Regions from separate parts of the Mus musculus genome. Here region 2 is linked to region 1. The links are chromatin contacts, called in public Hi-C maps. All regions are on one chromosome and are shown on one strand. Each heading gives the region's core, a stretch centred on a gene start, on an enhancer-like site or on the middle of the called end of the contact. The rest is flanking DNA. Distances are from core to core; before and after follow the strand shown. Region 1 overlaps Nfia (nuclear factor I/A). Region 2 overlaps Nfia (nuclear factor I/A).

Region 1 (6,132 bases), core at 1,601-4,100:
TAATAAATACATACAAGTCCTGCAAAAGGAGCAAAATCATAACAGAGCAGCTGAGTAGAGATTCCATTGAGCACGAAATTTAAAAGCCTACAGGTTAGCTCTATTCAAATCTGATCTTTTTTTTTTCTGGCCAAAGGCATGGTTTTTATTTGTAAAATGGGACTTGGACCAGGTGACATCTCAGAATCTTTCCAGCTCTGGTTCCTCGGGGGCTTAAAGTTTTTGCTAATGTTATGATTCATAATGAAGTTACTTTAATTTTAGTTATAATTATTCAATTTATTCACTTATTATTTATTTATTGTGTATGTGTTTTATGTGTCTTCATGTGCAGACAGGCAGGCCATAGCAAATGTGTGGCAGTTGGAGGATTTTAAGGAAATCTATTTTAAGGAACTTTAAAGAATCTATTCTTTCCTTCCACCATGTAGGACCAGAGGGTTGAACTAGGGTCATTAGGCTTGGCAGCAAGTGCCTATCTCTGCCGATCCATCTTGCCAGTCCAACAGTCACATTCATACTTTTACTAGCATGAAATAACAGAGGATGGCAGCATGGTCCATGAGATTTCTGCAATGAAACTTTGAGACTGGTCTGAGGGAAGAAAACTTTAGAGAAACAGTCATGTCATTATATTAGATCTAGGTCTTAGCATGTTTTCAGAAACATGGAAAGCAATACATCTGGGACCTTTGATGGCAAATAAGAAAGTACCACAATAGAACCTCCTGGAAACATGGGTAACTCAGCAAATATGGGAAGTCTTCATGAGATATACATTCATGCTCTTTAAATGAAAAATCTCACTGGGCATAGTGGGACACACTCATAATCACAGCTAATTGATAAACTGAGGCAGGAGGATTGCTTGAGTCCAGGGATTCTGGGCTATAGTGTGCCATGTTGATCCAGACTTAGTTTGGTATCAGTATGCTAACATCAGTGCACCACCAGTTTTCCCAAGGTATGGTGAACTGGCTATGGTCAGGAAAGAAAAGCCTCCAAGCTCAGAAATAGAGCTTCATTAAATTCTAGCTAAATGATGATGAATATTCATTATTTATTCCATGGCCTGTATGTCCTCTGTTTAAGTCATTTTCATTTATTCCTCGGAACAAAGTATTATCCCATTTTATAGGCAAGGACATCAAGGGTTCTGCCAGGTATTCTCAACATATTCATAACTGACAGACTGGGTAAGCCAGTCCAACCCCAGAGCCCAAACTATTCATGCAACCATGGGGACCAACTGGCCTGCCATCTTCAAAAGCTTTTACTTTTGTATTATTTAAGCATGATAGGACAAGCTTCAATTAAAAGGTAGTTTATACACAGACTACTTCTACAGTACAGATCTTTAATGGGCTTTGTTTAAATGTATGCATTTAAATGTGCAAGTTAAAATATTCACAAGTAACCTGAGTTCAATAGATTTGAGTTGAGCCAAAAGAGAGGATCGTGTATCATACTGACTTCCCGTCCTTTAGAGCAGAGCTTCTCTGCCTTCCTAATGCTGTGGCCCTTTAAAATAAAACAGTTCCTCGTGTTATGGTGACCCCAGCCATAAAATTATTCTTGTTGCTACTTCATAACTGTAATTTGGTACTATTTTGAATTTTAATGTAAATGTCTGTGTTCTCTGATGGTCTTAGGTGACCCCGGTGAAAGGGTCATTCAACCCTTCAAAGTGGCCACGACCTGCAGGTTTAGAACCACTGTTTTAGAGCAAATCCTTCAAAATGCTCTTGACTATAGAAGGAAACTACAGCTATCAGGCTTCTGAGTAAACTCACATGAGAGAGTTCCCTTCATCTTACCACAGCAAGAGACAGGTTGTACGGGAGGCTGCAGCACAGCACCAGTGAAAGGAAGTTGCGAAATAAGAAGGAGCAAGTGTAGACAGACAAGGACTCCAACAGCGTGTGAAAGAGTAAACTTTACGCTAAGCCTACAAACACCACAAGTGGGAAAAGTCAGAAAGATCTGGGAGCTATTTTTAGCATATCAAAACCTCAAACAGGACCTCCACACTGACCCACCAAGCAATCACACAAGCTAAACTATCAACCAACTAGTCACACAAAACCATTTCACCTTCTGTACAATGGCTCAGTGTATTCAACTATACATACTTATTTACTTCAAAGGGAGAAAACAAATTAATCATCCATTGCTGTTTATCTGGGCCACAAAACACAAAATGAAACAAAAAATAATAATAGCTGAGATTCTTGAGAATAACAGGACTGGAACAGAGGGTTAAAGTAACAGCCAGAGGCATCACTTAGTAGCCCAAATATCAGACTTCAAACCCTAGTAACCAAGGATCATGTTATAGGAAAATACCGGAAGAAATCATAAGTGCTTGAGGATGGCGTAGGTGAGATAAAGCAGGCTGCTGATACTCTGTGATGACACTGTGACTAATAGGGAGCAGTGAGGTCATGGCAAACTCCATTGACATGTTCCAATCAAACATTTGAAGGCACTATTCTAGTAGCATTTAACCCACAGAACACCAGTGACCAGCCCAGAATGTATAGTCATTTTGTTAGCAGGGAACTTGTCTTCAGAGACTGCAGAGTGTCACCTAAACGTGTACACCCTTGCCTTCAAGGGCAGTGTCAACACAAAGAAGCAAGTCTCCTAGTCCCTGCTGAGGGTCATTCACTGAACAAACTCAGGACTCACACTGAGAAAGCTAGGCTAAGTAAAAGCAAGGCTGGGAAAAGATCAATGGCGTATGATCCCAGCCTCCTCCTCCTTGGAGTTATAGAGACAGAGCAGGACATCCAGACACGGCAGGACACCACAGGGCTTCTGGCCCTCATAACTGCAGAGGGACAAAGGTCAGCAAAGCCACTCTAGGGTACAGAGTACCTACTCTTTACATGGCTAACCTCTGTGTGCTGACACCTCTATGACGGGGTTTCTAGAGTTTGCTTTTTATATCTTCAAAGAAACACATTTCATAAAAAAAAAAAAAGAAAATAGACCTCTGATCATAACACTCTTAGAAAGTCTTAGCTTGAGAAAAATTTAAAAGCCCAGCTATAAATCTTGCAAAATGAGAATTTATAATAGGAGTGCAGAGAGATCTTTAATTATGCAGACTGTGGGCCTCGTGTAATAAAGCCCACGTATTTGCAGCTTATGTCATTGTGTATAGGGTGCCTCAGAAAGGCTCTGTGTGTGTCTGAATCAATGAGTTGAAGTTTTACACAAGGGAAGGAAGTGAAGAGAACACTGCTTGGAGAAGCAGGGATTTACCTCCTGGGGCTCCAGGCAGTGAATGATGGTTCTGACTCTTCCAGTTTGTATAAAAGGTTGAAGTTCATTCTGGCGCAGGGAAGCATTCCACAAGACCCGCTGCCTCTATGGGCAGGCGATTAATCTCATGATCGATAGACCATATGATTAGGCACTAATAGCTGATAGGAGGAGAGAATAAACAACCATAAATTTGCTTTGTACCCAGCAATCCAACTGTAAGCAGGGCCATTTAATGGCCACACTGGGTCATGTTACCTAAGGGCCCATATGGAATAAAAAATGGAAGACAAAAACATTTTAAAAGATCTTCAATTATCAAAGGTAGGGGTGGAGGCAGAGGCTCTATTAGTGCAGTGTTCTTTGGCATGAGATGCCCAAGGCTTCCACATTGGGAGTGAAGAGGGCAGATGCAGAAGGAGCAACAGCAAAGTCTGTTTGCTGAAACAATGCTTTATAAACAGCATCGCCAGCCACCCTGTGCACAGTGTAAGTGGTGCTGGGTGGTCCAGCTCATGCCCAGCAGCCACTGGAACCTGTGTCCATCACGGGCTGAGTGTGCTCTCTGCAGCAGGCAGAGCAGAGGCTGGACTGTGTAATTTCCTCTTTGCATGCAGATCACTGCTCTGTACTCCAGAGCTGTTTCTCAGCGAGCGTGTCATGAACTTCCAGTGTTGGGAATAGTTATGCGACATAAAAGCCGTGATGCAGGAGGCCATAAATCTCACTCTTTCTTCTTTCCCTTTCCCTGGCTTCTTCCCTTTCTAAGACTCTGACCTCCTCCATCAGGCCCTTGAAAGAAAGGCAATCAATCACCCCCTAGACTAAAATGAAAACCTGGGTCCTCTCTGCACACTGGACAGCTTTCCCCTTGTGTGATAAAAATGGGGAAACATCTCTAAGATGGCAAGTCCCCCTCCTATGTGTTCCTCTTTCCACTCCATGCAGAGCCTGGAAGCAAAAAGCCTTCAAGCTCTTGTTATCAATGACCATGAAACAGGAAAGGAAGACACTTTGTTAAGCCAAAAGGAATGTGCTAGAGAAAGTACCAGATAAAGACAAAGAAGAATTTGAAGCAGACTTGCACTGTTCTCGGGGCCCACAGCAAAGCACACCAACCTCTGTTCTTTGAAAACTATCTGGGAAACAACCCACCCCCACCCCTCTCACTACCTCTGAGTACCCCCCCCCAGCCCCCACATCATCCCTCCCTCCTCCCCCTTGCCAGCACAGCCTTTGTGACTTCCCAAGCCTTGAGGGACCAACTGTTTCCAGGGCTTCCCTCTGGGCTAATTGTTCAACACTGCCCATGACTCTGGAGCCCACAGGAGAAAAAAGGCACTTCAGATGCCCTAGGGAAGACTGGGGGAAATTTCTGTTGGAAATCCATTCCTTGTTTATTATCATCAACCACAAAGAAGCCTACTGTAATAAGCAGTTACTACAGCCAAGTGAGATGAGAATTCTAAAGTTTGCAGGCAAAATTCCTTCTCTGTTTACATTTATTCAAAATACTTCCACTCGGCATAATTTCGGAGTTGAAAGACATTTAGCCAGGTGTGCTGGCTCACAAAAAGATGCCACCAAAGGTCAAACATGAAGCATAGTCCAAGGTCCAGGCACTGCTTTGCTAACATTTCTTGGAGCAACAAGACCAGTTAGTACAAGGCCATTGCACTAACTGAACCCAAGCAGGGCCACTGTACTAACCCCCCACTGATCAGGAAGGATTCCACTGAACCTAAAGCAGCTGGATGGCCAAGAAAGCCCTTTGGTCTGCTGTGCTGGGCCCGAGGGAACAGGGGCAGAACTCAGGACAGAAAGGGACTTAGGAAATGAGAGGCTCAGGGAGCAGAGGCTGAGCCCTGGGAGCAGGCCAAGGCCCCATGTTCTATCACCCTGACCATGGCGTTCATGTTGCCTAGTGGCTTTCCAGTGACTGGTATCAACTTCTGGCCATCTCTGAAACACTCAGAAAGCAGAGCGCAGACTCTCAACTCCCTTTGTACCGTAGGTTAATTTCTCCCCAAGGGGAAAGAGAAATTTTCCTTTGAAGACGTATGGAGGAGTCTAAATCGAACCAGAGAAGCCCCTGACCTTCAGTGGTTGCCTAAAAGCTGCTGTACCCTATGACAGTATCACTGCAGCAATGATAAAATGATAACTAACATACACTCTACATCAGGTAGAGACTGGGCATATGTAAAATAATTTCTAACTGCCAAACCACCCTAAAAATTAATAGTACATTCCCACCCCCAACTATACATATTCGAAAGCTACAGAGGGGAAGGTAAGTAACCTCCCAGCATCAAATTGTCATCACCAGAAGACTGAAAACCTGGTCCAGCCTACTTCAAGAAAAGGATAACAGAGGTTCGGCTAGTTTTTGCTGTCTTCCATACCACCTTGTTGGTTTCGGAGTGAACCTGTTTGCTGCCTATGAATTTGGCTGGCTAGCCCTTCCTCTGCCTTATATTTTTCTAAGCATTTCCCATGGATAACAGAGCTTATACCAGTAAGAAGCCAGGTACCAGATGAATCTAGTTTTACCAAGTGCCAAGTGGAGACCGAGGTGAAGCACGTCCAGCCACAAAGGAAGAGAGCAGCAGTGAGACACTAGAGGTTGATTTGTGATTGTTAGAAGGCAAAAAGAGGAAGGAACCTCCTTTTTCATCCACAGAAACTATTTCCTGAGACCCTACCACATCTTCCTACTATATCCTACTATCTAGCCATACCTTCCTAAACTCAATTAGAAAGGGAACAGTGGGGCCTCCCTTTTATTTCTTGCCTAAGTAGGAAATGTAGGATAATGTACACGGAAGGAAGGTAACTTTCCCAGAGAGCTCCTTCACCTGA
Region 2 (5,927 bases), core at 2,696-5,195, 71 kb before region 1:
GCAATTAGAGAAATTATCCTAGAGATGAACCTTTCATTTTCCAATTCCTAAACTTCATTTTTAGTATAGGAAAGTCCAAGGCTTGGTGGTGGGGCTGAAAACCTGGACTCCAGAACCAAACCATCACTGGTAGATGAACAGTCCGCAAACACTAAAACTTATGTGCACAGTGGGCATGCCTGCCAGGCCTCCTCTGAAGGCCTGCTACTTACACGCTGGGGTCCCTGCCAGGCGAGCAGGTCTTTACCCTAGGCAGTCTCCTGAGAACTGAAGACATTTTATAACTTTCTGCAATAGAGTTGTACCAACTTAAGCCCCGAGTAAATAAGAGAACTTGAATAAATATTTTAATGGATCTGAAGCTTACATATTTATGACTTTGTATCATTTATTAGCTGAAGTAAAATCTCGTTATATGATTGCAGATGTCAGCAAATAAACTGAAGCCCTCAACCTAGACAAAACATCTCAGAAAGATACAATTAGCACAGACCATAGAAGCACAAGCCCATACCGTAACACATAAAACTTTCTCTCTGAGAAAGCATTATACATTCATTAGGCTACAGCAGCGGCACAAAAAAATGAGTGATACTAAGTTTTATTTCCAGTCACCGTTTAGATCCCCAGAGGCCAAAAAACAACCAAGAAATGATAAAGCAATCACCCCCAAAAATGATTTATAAGTATACATTTCAACAAATAACCTTAAACACCAACCGTGCTCCAACCCTTGAGTCATATACCAAGGACACAGAGAGATCCATATCCCAGTGAAGTTCAACAGTCACGACAGAGAAGTGTGATCATGGTCACGGTAAGGGTACACAAAGGGCCCCTAACTCTGCAGTGTCTGGGATGGACTTTCAGATGACACAGTGATTAAGCTAAAAACTGCAGAGGGGCTGGAGTCTTCCAGGCTATGGATCCATCTCAAGGGAGATCTTCCTAAGCAGAAAAGAGACACACACGCATGTGCCACACTGATTCTGTAGTTCCAAGGCACTAACACCCACAGCCCCTTGGGGGAAAAGAAAGCCTTCCAACAGTACTGTATCAGACAGCTGGAACATGGTATTCTCCATGGTGGCATCGGAGCACCAGGTTGGATCGTCTACAGGAGATGATGAGAAGCCAATGGAGGGTGCCAGTCGGAAGTGATAATTCCTTTTTGGAAATATCACCTTGGCAACAGTGTAAGGAAGAGATGAATGGCGTGGAAAGAATGGGAGCAAACAGAGGATTCTAGAAACAGTCTAGGCTGTAAAGAACATAAAGCAAAGGGCTTACAACTGTGGGAGTTGGTTTACATGCTAGTCAGAGGGAAGCTTGGCAGAACTCCATGATGACTGGCTATGGAACTTGAAGGAGGAGGAAGAGATAACTTGTGGTCCCTGCTGCAGGTGGTCTTGTTAGATGTCACCTGTGTCCATTCATGCAACCTCCATAGCTCAATGCACCCACTTCACAGCTGGACTTTCAAACTACTCTTTGGTTAGTTGAAGGTTTTCCTGAATAGCTTTAGTTTTGTATTGCTTTCCTGGTTTGTTCTTTTCATCTCTCTACCACAGCTTCTTAGTGGCGATAGCTAGCTGATTAAAGTCTACTGTGTGGGTATTCAATGTTTTTTAAACTAGATATTCTGCCCTATATTCTCTAATAAAAATCCAAAAGGTCCAGCATTTTGAGTCACTAGTTATCATCATAAAAGCTCCAGATGCACACTGCACATTGGCTATCATCTCGGTCTTACTCTTGCTGTTACTGGATTGGCTGCACCATCTCATGGTTCACTGATGGAATGTAGATGGTAGCAGCATTGTCGTCTGGATACTTGTTTCCTTGTGGCTGGATTTCAAAGAATTTTTGAAAGTCTGGAATCAATGTCAGATTTTATCAAATGCCTTTTGCTTGAAATTATTTCTAACAAGGTTTTTGTGCCAGTATTCTTGGTTTTGGTAGAAAATTCAACATTTAAAGCTTTTTTTTTGTTGTTTTCTTCCAGAAAATGAGACTGCAAAGCTGCTAAGTGCATGCTGCTGAGGAGGGGGAGACACAGGATGCTGACTCCCATCCTCCACGGGTCTTGGTGGGGGTTTTAGGTGCTCAGTAAATGAATCAATGATGGTTCATCAATGAGGCAGTGTGTAGCTGAATAGTCCATTTATGCTCAATAGGCTAATGCTAGTTAAAAAGAGTAAAGGCATTTTCTTTTAAATAAAATAACAGTTTCTAAGGATCTTCCCATGACAGCAAGGATTAGGTCCTCTGAGTTTGGGCAAATACTGAAGACACCAATACAAAATTCCCTCTACTGCAAATCTCTCACAAAACCTTGAACATAAACACAAAAGTAATCATTTCTTCTAATAATATATGGTAAAGTAAGTGTGGGGAGGGGCTAAATAGAAGGAAACTGCACAATATTTTCCCAAGAATATCTCTGCTATATTTAGCTCAGTAAAATCAGTAAAGCTGTCTATAGAAACTTCTACAAAATTTCTTACAAAATTAAGAAATTAAAAAAAAACACGAATCCTTTTAAAATAGAATTTCTAACTTTTACTCCATTACTGATTTGTTTTAGACGATTCTGATGAAATATATTTACTTCTTCCCCTATATTTAACAAGAGACGATTTTGCATCACTTGTGGAAGAGATCTGCATTCTTGGTTATAAAGAGATTCTTATCATGTCCTTTTAAATCTCAAATAATTAATGTCAAATTAGTAGTGCTTAACAGGCTTTCGTTGTCCAGCATTACAGAGCTTCTTGTTGCACACAAATATTTTTCAAAGAAAAATATATCCTCAAATGATCAAGGCAGTACTACTTAGGATCAGAAATAGACAGGAAGATTCAATTGCAGGGTCAGCATGTGGACAGGGAAGAACCTCTAAGATGTGCCTCTGAGATTAGGGTATGACAGATTTTAGGCATCCATAGACAGAGACACTGAGGGCTACCCATGGACAGAGATCCTGAACAGTAGCCATGGGCAGAGATGCTGAGGACTATCCACTGACAGAGACACTCAGGGATACCCATGGACAGAGATGCTCAGGGCTACCCATGCACAGAGACACACAGGGCTACCCATGCACAGAGACGCTCGGAGCTACCCACGGACAGAGACGCTCGGGGCTACCCACGGACAGAGACGCTCGGGGCTACCCACGGACAGAGACGCTCGGAGCTAGCCATGGATGGAGATGCTGAGTGTTTGCTACTCCTTTTCACTATAATGAAGGAAAACAAACACTAAGATGAATACTGCAAAGAGTTTAGAATTTTATATCTGTCAAAAGGTAAAGGGTTTGTGGACTACAGGAACTTTTCTTTACACACATTAGCCCTATCACATTCGGGCATTATTATTTGACTGATACCATGAATTCTTTCGAACACCTTCCTCAGGGTAAGCACTCAATACTGTAGTGTGGTCTAAGCCAAGCCTGCACAGATGGGTGGTTACAGCTGCAGCCTCTCTGACAGGCTGCAAAAACCCTCAGGGACACTCCCCCCAGCACGAACTATCCATCTTGTTTGCTGGTACGACTCCACCTTGCTCCAGCCTTTGTTGAGCGTGTCACAGGACACTGGCCAAAATGTTACTATCTGAACAGGCCTTATTAATAGAATGAAAAATGGGCTCCCAAAACACACTTCAACAACGATAGCATGGATTTCTTGAAGTGTCTGATAATTTTAATTAAAAAGGTGCATTATAATAATATTTTTTAAATCTTCAGGAACATTTGACGCCTCTCTAGGAAGGAGTGAACGAGGCAGCTTACTTAGTAATATCCATTCCGACTGATTAAACTGGAGCCAAAACAGTTCCTCAGGATCCAGCTTATGGTGACCCCTGAGCTGGAGAGAGGAAGGCCGGAGAGACTGAGTGAACCTTCACACCACAGAGTGAATGGGAGATCATAACATGTCCAGGCCAAAGGCTAGTGTGCACGTTGTGGAGCATTGCCACAGATCTCTCCAGTCACCTGCTTATCCTAGAACAGCTCACTGAAACATAACAATCACCGCTAGGCAGGCCAAAGTTTTATTTATTAATCTACCTTCTGAAAAAAAAAGGTAAGAAATGGTTCATAATCGCATTAAATATACACCTATCCAAGTTATAGCTACAAAAACTACAAATATAAACAAAACATATACACGTATAAACAAAAACTGCAGATGTGAAGAAAACACATAATGGGAACATGAAACGTGCCGAAGCCTCTATTGAAGTTAAAAACTAAATTTATCTCTGAGCTTCTTGGGAGCCAAGGTAAAAAGGGAAACAGGTGCGTACACAATTCTCACAGTCTGTTCACAGAGGGCAGACCTTTGATGTAAACCTTTTTTTCTACTATGGCTTGCAAAAAGAACTAACCAGTCTTCAAGTTTCTATGCTCCGATCCTGCCTGTCCCTGGTTGTTGCCTGACCTAGATTGCCAAAGATTATGAAACCACGCTTGATAAATAAATTGTGAAACGACTCGACCGATTTCTATGCTAAACAAAGAGAGGAAAAGCAAATGAACAAACGTTTCCAAACATTCAAAAGTCAGAACCACTCAAAATAAAAATTGAAACCAGCGGCAAATAAAACCAACCCAAATCTTGGCGAAGCCGAATCTCAAACCCTGTCGCTACAGGCTGGGGAGCAGCAGAGCCAGCCAGGCTGTGTCTGTCTACCGCATATGGGGGAAGGTTCCAGGCAGTATCTCCAGGCTCATCTAATGGCACGGGTTCAACACCAGTGAATGGGCCTTAAACAAAGGGAGAGCTCCTTTGAAAATGGGCGTTTGTGAGTCACCGGTCAGTGTAGCTGCACAGTTTGTGGGAGTGGGAACCGCTGGCAGCGGGGCAAAACAGTACAGCTCAGGCCTTCAGAGCTCCTAAGCCCTGAAAGGCGGCGAGGTTCGAGCCGGCTGGTCACAGTGGCACACTTGGCTGAGTGCACGGCCAGGTGGTTTGGGCATATTGGCAACAACTGGCAACCTGCCCGATACATATGGCTCAGATTGCTGCGCTCTTCCCACGAAGCCTTCCTAGACTCTTGAGCAAGCAGTCAGTCGCTTGCGCACAAAATGCGTCTGCATGTTAAATAAGATCTTTTTAATAATATCTACTGATGTAAAATCCTTTCACTAAAAAGGAAAATAAAAAGATGGAGGCAGGTGGCTGCCAAGCACGTAATGAAAGCATCTCGTGAGAGGAGGCGCCTCTGCCGATCCCTTCCAACTGGCTTTGCCCTTACTTCTGCTTTTCTCTTTCACAAGGGTTGGAACACCCTTTCCAGCCCTGGGAAGCAAGGTTTGTGTGGGCTTTCAGAAGGCTGCCAAGGGGTCAGGTGACCATGAATTCCTGAAAATATAAAATAAATAGAGAGACAATAAAAACGAACCCTGTATGGAGGAGCGTTATTAAACCATGATTGACAGATAGCACTGAAAGGTGTCAGTATAGTCTATCATGTAAATACATATCTGGAGACTTGTTAAAACACAGCCTAAGTGCTAACTACTGAGGCACATGTTACTTCCCAAGTGGTGCTAATGGCCCATAGCATAAGGCAGGATTTGGGCTTAGGAAGCCCGGCCCCACATACTCCTGTAGGGATACCACACACCACATTAAGTAGTCCACAAATAGCAGTTCCTGCCAGAGTTGGATTTTTCTCTGCTAATCGTATTTCTTGGATGTGGAACATTTCATTTCTTTTGCTGGGTACAGGAAACATATTACTTAAGGTTTGGGGCTGAGTGGCTCAGTGGTAGAGATCGTGCCTACATTTGATATACAGCACCCGCCTCCAAATCATATCACCAATTAATGCATTAGTTAATGTGATTGCATGAATTACCACCAGGACCTTGTTTCACTTTTAATAATTTGTAAATATATGTTTGTGGTCTG

The links. A called contact is a pair of places that touch in the nucleus more often than the background predicts.
Region 2: a contact with region 1 is called in a Hi-C map of liver, with 2.3 times the contacts expected there. The contact joins two enhancer-like sites. A contact is called at or near these places in 10 of 484 Hi-C or Micro-C datasets (the N1E-115 cell line, brown adipocytes, differentiating spermatogonia and 4 more), 5 of 115 datasets of contacts at active chromatin or transcription factors (CD8 T cells, double positive thymocytes, heart atrium and 1 more) and 3 of 9 other capture datasets (adipose tissue, liver and pancreatic islet).

What each region holds. Positions count from the first base shown.
Region 1 is chr4:97,837,694-97,843,825 of GRCm38.p6, reverse strand. The region is part of intron 2 of Nfia (nuclear factor I/A); the gene reads right to left. It overlaps Gm19417 (a long non-coding RNA gene), which reads left to right. Exons shown (of 2, transcript XR_376437.4): 2 at 1-2,986. Among named protein-coding and RNA genes, the nearest start is that of Gm19417, 28 kb to the left of the region's middle. Within about 2 kb of position 2,850, at least 58 of the 459 cell types and tissues checked have an H3K27ac peak or open chromatin away from gene starts, as enhancers often do. A contact at or near this core is called in adipose tissue, liver and muscle stem cells, where this site is marked.
Region 2 is chr4:97,909,944-97,915,870 of GRCm38.p6, reverse strand. All of the region lies in intron 2 of Nfia (nuclear factor I/A), which reads right to left. Among named protein-coding and RNA genes, the nearest start is that of Gm40208, 25 kb to the left of the region's middle. Within about 2 kb of position 3,945, at least 109 of the 459 cell types and tissues checked have an H3K27ac peak or open chromatin away from gene starts, as enhancers often do. A contact at or near this core is called in adipose tissue, liver and muscle stem cells, where this site is marked.